3 separate regions of the Gossypium hirsutum genome follow, and all the other regions are linked to region 1. Evidence: chromatin contacts called from public Hi-C data. All regions are on one chromosome and are shown on one strand. Each heading gives the region's core, a stretch centred on a gene start, on an enhancer-like site or on the middle of the called end of the contact. The rest is flanking DNA. Distances are from core to core; before and after follow the strand shown.

Region 1 (2,656 bases), core at 104-2,603:
ATTGGCAAACTGAAGCACATGCGACAACACTCTTTCGTGCAGGCCATGTGCTCTCACTCTCTTCCAACCTCTTGATCACATCAGTAAGCAGCTCGTGAGGGAGATTAGCCCAACGGCTGTTCTGAATTACAAGTGGCTCATCATGCAGATCATGTAAAGCACCATGAGATTTTCCTCTATGATGCCCCACCAATCTAACATCAAAACTCCGCCTAGATAAGCTCCCAAAACTATCCCTCACATCACGAACTATGCTACGGAACGACATTTCTCGAGTCAGTTCAATTGCAATACCGGTTGGGAAGATTTCTGATTATAATACTGTCGCTGATTATGTGCCAATGGCTGCCCATAAAACAAACAACTCAGTTCCCACAATAAAGCACCAAGTTATGAAGAAAAGAGAAAATAAAAGATGCCAAAGAGATAAAACCTAAGGCAAATGGAACCCCAGGAACCTAAATAGCTAGAAATTTAACCATCTAACAAGAAACAACCCATTTACGCAAGATCAAGTTTAAATCCTAGAGTCGTAGAACTAGGCACCTGTGATTATACTCGTAAAAAAGAACAATGTATATTTGATGACTTCAATATGTTCTCATCAAATATTTTCCATAAATGGGAGACTACAGAATTATCTCACCCAAAGATATAAGCTGCATACAATAAATTATGTAAGGAAAAAAGTAATAAATAATTTACCTTCCAAAAATGAAGACCTCAATTTCAGAGATGAATCTAATCAAACCGACGTAGTTTTAGTCTCAGAACCCACCACAGATCTGCAAAAAATGAAAAAAGATAAAAATTTGTAAACAAACCCAGATTAAAAAGAACAAAAGAAGAAGAAGAAGAAGAAGAAGAAGAAGAAGAAGATTTTGAAGAAAATTTTGACGAAGTAGGATGTGATCTGTGATTTATGTACCTGAAAACATGCAGCGAATCCTAAAACAAGATCAAAGAAAACCCAGACAACTTTTCCACATAACAGAACGGTGGGAAAAAAGAAAAGGGGATCAAAGTCAGAACTAAACAGAGTTTTCTTACTTTCTCTTTCTTCTCAACTTTTTCTCGCTATCAGACGAGGATTCCAGATTCATAATAAATTTAGCTAAGCAGCCAACAATTGAATTTTTAAGGGGAAAACAACAATGAAAAAGGGTGATCTAATCTTTCAGTTCTGATTTTAGTTCTTAGGTGGTTGATGTGAATATTTTTTAGTAAAAAAAAAGGGAAATAAATATCTCGGTGCATCATGTCTGAGCTACAGAGCTGAAAAGCAGGCTCCAACCAACGACTAAATGCCCCCTTTGACTTTTCCCATTGCGCTATCTGACCGACGGAAACTGCTATGTCGTTTCTCGCATGCTAAACAAAACAAATTAATTAAAGGATTTAATGCATCTTTACATATTTCAACTTTCTTCACTTCATTTCTTTGGTATTTGAATTTGGAAAAATAAAATTATATATTCTTTTTAGAAATATAATATATCTTATTATTGCAATATTATTATTTAATTTAAATTTTATAAGAAAATTAAAAGATATTAAAAATTAAAAAAATAAAAATAAAAAGCAAAATACAAAAGTAAAATTAAACATAATTAATGTATTATAAAAATACAAAAACACAACATCATATTCTTCCAACTAGAGGTGACTATAGATTAAGTAGGATCAAGCTTGAGACTTAGTTCTAAAATATTTTTTAAGTCTAAACCTATTTTCGAGCCGGTACGACCTATTCAAAAAGCCCATTTTACTATTAAAAATATACTTTTATAATTAAATTTTTATTTAAAAATATTTTTTTTATTTTTTAAATTGAATTTGGGTCGAGTTAGACCAAATCTTCGTTCAAGCCTAGCATTTGGACAAGTCCAGTTTAAACATAATAACGTTATGGGAGATATAAATCTAACTCATCAATACACAATAACTCAATATCCTATGATATTTCAACTACACCCAAACATTATTTTATGTTAATTAATAGAAGCATTTAATTATAAAAGCATAAATAATGGATTATATAAACATATGATATGTTGAATAACTATCAACAACTCATTATTACCAAAAGCATTGATTAAGCACTTACTATTCATACTAAGCATAATTTAAACATCAAGTTCGAAGTCTCTTTTTAACTTCCAAACCAACGTGAAGAGAAAATGATGAAATCTTGTCTTAAGGATTAAAATCTAAAGAAAAGAAATAGAACTGAAATCAAAGTTTATATCAATAAATTCTCAAGAACACAAGTTCCTCTTCTTCACACCAAAACCAACGGCATTTATGGAAAAATGAAGAAGAAGCTTGGTTTTTTAAGTAAAGAAATAGATAGAAATTTGACTAACCAAATTGAAATGAAACCAAAAGTTGAAAATGAAATTGAGAGAAAATTTGGGAAAGTTTTAAGTAGAAAAACCAAAACTATCGTGAAACAAAGTCTCTAATTGCTCCCTCCATTGAAATTTTCCAAATGGGTATTTTGCTTATATACCCTTGGACTAATTACCACAAAAGAACCTCCTCTCATTCTAGTCCAAGTTTTTACTCCTAAGATATTTGCCTTGCAAATTTTATTTCTCTTACAAATTAGTTTAGTCCTCAGAATTACCAATTCCTTAAAACCCAGCATTAATGA
Region 2 (2,656 bases), core at 77-2,576, 230 kb after region 1:
GCAAAATCAAAAAAATCTTATGACTGCAGAAATAATCTGAGACCAACATATAAAAACAGCTAGATTACCCGGAGTGCTTAAATTTCTAAAGCTTTTAGCCTATGAACAATAATGTCTACACCATAGCAAAATGAAATTTCCAGAAAGCAATCCACCAATGACATGAAAATTCAAGTTAAAATAAAATCCTAGTGATACCAAAAGATTCAAGGTTCATAATCCTAAAACAAACATTACAAAGATTCAGCCATAATTGACATAGACCAATCTAAAAGAACATCAATAGAAAAGAAACCCTTGACAAAATTAACATCCATGTTACAATTACAAGTGAATTAGATCATCCTTGAAAATCAACATCGCAAAAGAACAAGCCCAATCAATGGGCAAGCCAATTATGACGTGAAAATTCATAATTTAAAAGGACGAAATTGAAAGACCTCACCAGTTTGATAAAAAAAAGTTGCGAATATCTAGATCGAGATAATGGGTCAGTTGGAGATACCAAGTCTCGTATGAGAAACAAACATCCAGAATTAATAGGTTCAATGAATCGAAAGAACGTGATTTAGCAGTAGATTCACGTTATAATATGAAACTATGATTTTTACCCAAATAGAAGTAGTGAAAGCTCAAAATATATACTACGTAAGACAAGAATATTGAGCGGGAAACAGTAAAACCAACACGACGAGACGTACCAGGGAAAAGAAGAGTGAATTTGGGGGAAAATTAAGAGAAAATTTTAGGGTTTTGTTTGGCCAAGGATTGAAAACGGAGAAGCTATAATAATGATATAAGCGCCATGCGCAAAGCTTTGTAGCGTAGAAATGAGTCGACGAATCCGATATTCCAAATATCCGATTAATGGATATTATTTCCTTGGGGAAAGCAAAATCACGCAACGTAAAATGGAAGTGCTACTCACGTTCTCATTTGATCGTGGAGGAGAGAGGTTAGATAGTGGCGAGTGAAAAGCACGCTCAGTTGAATCTGTGGTAGATGAATGATGAAGAAAGTTGAGAGAGGCGGTTACATTGAGAAATCAAAAATCGAAGAGCCAGTATTGTGGGCTTGGCTGATGGTTCACTTCACTCACTGCCTCGTAAAAAGGGATAAGGTAAGGCCGCTCACAACTACTTCCAAGTTCCACGTTGTTAGCCATACCTAGCAATAGGCCTGAACCCGAAAGTCTGTTTGTGTCCATCCGAATTTGAGTTTGAGCTCAAAAATAAATTTGAGTCCGAAAAGGTTTGAGTTTGAAAAAAATCCAAGTTTATAATAGATCGAAGTATAAGATCCATCAGACCTGAACTTGAGATAAATTCACTCAAAGCTCCAAAAAGTCCACATTTATAACAGAACAATCATAATGATATTAATAATTATTATAATTTTATGAGGTTATTTAAAATAAAAATAAATGATATTTTTTTTGAAAATATATTTATGGGTAGAGATATTCATGGGCCAGGTCGTGTCAGGTATGGGTCAGGTCTAACTAAAATCCTAGGCTCGGGTTAGGCCTAAAAAATGGACTTAAAATTGTCTAAGCCCGACTCGGATGAAAATGGTAAAATACGGGCTCGAACTGCCCATATTAAATTTTTTATATAAATTTTAAATATATATAATGCATCAAAAATATTAAAAACATTAATATAAATATTTCCCAACAAATTAAAAATAAAATTTTAAAAATATGTATACTTAAATAACACTAGGATAGATGCATCTTGACAAGTAAATGCCTCTAAAATAATAACAAAATTAACAATAAAATAAGTGTTATATAATATCCAAACAGTAACAATAAAATAGTGAAATAGTAACAAAATAGAGAGAAAACGATAAGAAAATAACATTAAAACAACAAAAAAAAAATAGATTCTTTTTGTTCTTTTTGTGAATTCTGGCCAAGTCGGGCCTAGGCAAAAATGCCTTACCCGAGGCAAGGCCCGTTTTAAAAACGGGCCTTAATTTTTTGCCAAAATCCTCCCACTTTTTCTGACGAGCCTTCAGGCCAGGCCGGATAATTTGACCATTAATAGTTCTATTAATAAGCATTGTATATTTATATTAAAATTTTATTAATAGGAAATGCAATTAATAATTTTTTTATGTTCAATTATAAAGTTAAATAAATTTTTAAAAACATTAATTTAATATAAAATACTTTAATACTATGATTATGTATGTATAATAAATATAATAAAATTATTAATTATTAATTATTAAAATCTATAAATTTAAACTTTAATGATAATATAATAATATATTATATAATTATTGTCGAAATCAATTACCTGACTTAGCTTTAAACTGATATATTAAATTAATATATTATTAATACATAAAATAATATAATATATAACTATTATTAAAAGTATTAATACATATATAATTCAAAAAATATATTTCACATCCTAATATAACATCATTTGTATTATATTTAATGTCAACAAATAATTCAAAAAGTATAAAAATCAAAAAATTAAATTAAAAATTAAAAATATATAAAAAGTTCATAAAAATTCTAAAAAATTAAAATGGAGTACATGTGGACTAGACCTCCTCATGGATCGGGCTACTCAGCCCGGCCCGAAGGCCCGCCCGAAATGTAGGAGGGTTTGGGCAAAAATATAGGCCTGAAAAA
Region 3 (2,656 bases), core at 95-2,594, 130 kb before region 1:
TTCAAAATAATAAATAATAAACATAAATAAAATATATCAATTATTTTGATCATTCACAAATAGCGCTAATAAAAAAAATCCTAATCATTATTAAAGCTCTTGTTTAAACTATAAAAAAATTGAAATATTAAAAAATTAAACTCTTCACTATTTATTTTTTTAATATTGAATAAATTCACTATAATAATTCATAATAGTTCATAATATAATTATAATATAGTAGATTAGATTATAGAGATATATTATTTATAAATTTTTATATATGAAATATAAAGTTACCTATTTTATAAATAATTAAAATTTATTATTTAAGAATAATGTAATAAAATATTTTTTATTTTTTGGTTAATGGAAACAAAATAATTGAAATATAAAATAATTCAATAAAAATATAAGTTATTTGTTTGTATATAAATTCATTTAATAAAAATGATAAAACTTATAAAAGAAAAACATATCTAAATGTCTAATTCATTAGTATAATGAATAAAAATGGTTATGTTGGTCTGTTCAAAAAAAATTCTAAACTCGTGTCTTTAAATATATTATATATTATAAATGTTGAAAAAAGTATATATATAAATAATATAAAAACAAAACAAATTATAGATTATAGTGTATAATATCTAACTCAACTCAACTATAAAAGAAAATAAAAAATCTACGCTAGAGCTTATGCTGGTTGAAAGTACATAACAAGTTACTCTATTATAAAAATTGAATCTAATTAATTAAATAGATTAATTTAATTTTAGTATTATAAAAATAAAATAAAGAAAAAATTTAACCAAGTGATTATAGTAGTTTAATATAATTATTATTTTGAAATTTTTTTATCATCTTACAAATAAAATCTATTATTTGGAGTTAAATTTCAAATGAAAAAAAAATTGGGAAATTAAAATTTGTACAAGTAAATAAAAATTTGTAATCTATTTTATAAAATAAGTAGCATACATTAATGAAATTTAGTTACATATGTGGCTGTCCGAGAACGTTGAGTCAACTGAATGAAGTTCAATTAAAGAGGGTATGGTCAAGAATCTCTTTCGCATAACCTACTTTGTTTTTAATTATTAAAAAAAAAATGAGTCCACTTATTAGATTTAAAAGCAAAATAGTACAAACACACATTAAATATATAGATGAAATGCAGGGAATCTGAGCAGGCTAAAGAACAAGCAACATAACCCCAAAATTAAAGAGAAAAAACACCCAGATTTTATGTTTTAGTTTTTACTATCCATTTTTACCCATTGTGGTAAACAAAATCTGATTGGTTGTTGAAGTGGGGTCTTATGTTTTCCATATAGAGAATACTGTTCACGCGTATGACTCCGAGAGTAGTTTTTATAATAACACCGCCACAGAGTCCAACCAAAACTGATCACTGTGTTGCAAATTGGCTTGTATTAATATATATATATTCGCTTTTGTTTTTGTTTTCTCTTTTACTTTTTAATGCCTTTTTATGTGATTGGGTGTTGTAAGAAGGAAAACAGAAGGAAGTTTCATTGAACAGAAACACATCTTTGTTTAGATTTATTAGGTTGCTTCACTCAAACTCTATAGTACACAGACAACGAAACCCAATGTACCAAACTGGGTTTATTTTTCTCAAAGATTCTTTGTAAAGTGAGTCCCTTTCTTTTCTTTCGTTGTATGTTTGTTTTTATGTATGTGTGAGGGTTTTTGCTTTTGTTTTTTCTTTTGTTTTTTTAACAGTAAGGTTTGGGAATTTGTATGAAACTAAGGGTTTTAAGAAATGGGATTCATGGTGTTTATGTTTGAGGGGGCGTTTAGAAATGATTGATAGTACAAATTCTAAGGACGATGGGTTTGATTATTGTATGGGGAAGCTGATGGTTTGACTTGTGGATTAATTTGTTTTAAGTCAACTAAAACCTGCAAGTACAATTGAGGTCTATATTTTATAGCAGTACTATTGTCCGTTTTTATATTTTAACTGTGAATGAACAACTATGGAAGGTTTCTTCCTTCTGAAATGCATTTCTGATTGCAGTTCATGATTCAAAACTAACTTTTTCTTGACGATGTTTCTGCGCCTCGGACAGATTGGGATTCTGGATTCTGGCAGAAGGAACCTTTCCTGGAAATTCCTGTTTTTATTTTTCATCTTTACTGTGCTTTTGTGTTTCGGCTCATGATGATGATCATGTTTACAATTCCAATCTAATATATAGGCTCTGTTACAAGCTAATTTGTCGACATGGAAGGCGATGGTGCTGTTCCCAGTGACTTTTCGCCCAATTCTACCTTTGTGGATGCTGCCATGGATTTGGACCTTATGGATGAACTCTTGTTTGAAGGGTGCTGGTTAGAGACTAATGATGATTTCAACTTTATGCAGCCTGCTCCTTCTACGTCTAATGATCTCAATCAGTCTATTACTGTTCCTTCTAATGCAAACTTACATCAAATGCATCAAGGGGAGACCGAAAGATCAGTTTCTCCCCCTCGTGACGGGTCAGCTGTCGGGAATGCTTCATCATTGTTACAACCTGGAACTTTTATAGTTCAAGGCACTGAGTTGGGCAGTAGATGGTGGATAGGACCAAGCGCAGAATCCGGTTCTTCTTTATCCGTGAAAGAGAGACTAATGCAGGCTATTGGATATTTGAAGGAATCTACAAAA

The links. Hi-C and Micro-C count contacts between places; a contact is called where the count stands out from the background.
Region 2: a contact with region 1 is called in a Hi-C map of leaf, with 2.0 times the contacts expected there. The contact joins the promoter of LOC107925483 here to the promoter of LOC107925491 in region 1. A contact is called at or near these places in 4 of 34 Hi-C or Micro-C datasets (hypocotyl, leaf and seedling).
Region 3: a contact with region 1 is called in a Hi-C map of leaf, with 1.9 times the contacts expected there. The contact joins the promoter of LOC107925447 here to the promoter of LOC107925491 in region 1. A contact is called at or near these places in 2 of 34 Hi-C or Micro-C datasets (both in leaf).

The regions. Positions count from the first base shown.
Region 1 is chrA01:109,310,750-109,313,405 of Gossypium_hirsutum_v2.1, forward strand. LOC107925491 (tubby-like F-box protein 8) reads right to left here and starts at 1,354. Exons shown (of 6, transcript XM_016856207.2): 1 at 929-1,354; 2 at 706-785; 3 at 1-345. The coding sequence starts at 268.
Region 2 is chrA01:109,541,342-109,543,997 of Gossypium_hirsutum_v2.1, forward strand. It overlaps LOC107925483, which reads right to left and starts at 1,327. Exons shown (of 2, transcript XM_016856196.2): 1 at 929-1,327. The coding sequence starts at 936.
Region 3 is chrA01:109,176,165-109,178,820 of Gossypium_hirsutum_v2.1, forward strand. LOC107925447 (protein NLP2) reads left to right here and starts at 1,345. Exons shown (of 5, transcript XM_016856135.2): 1 at 1,345-1,635; 2 at 2,205-2,656. The coding sequence starts at 2,231.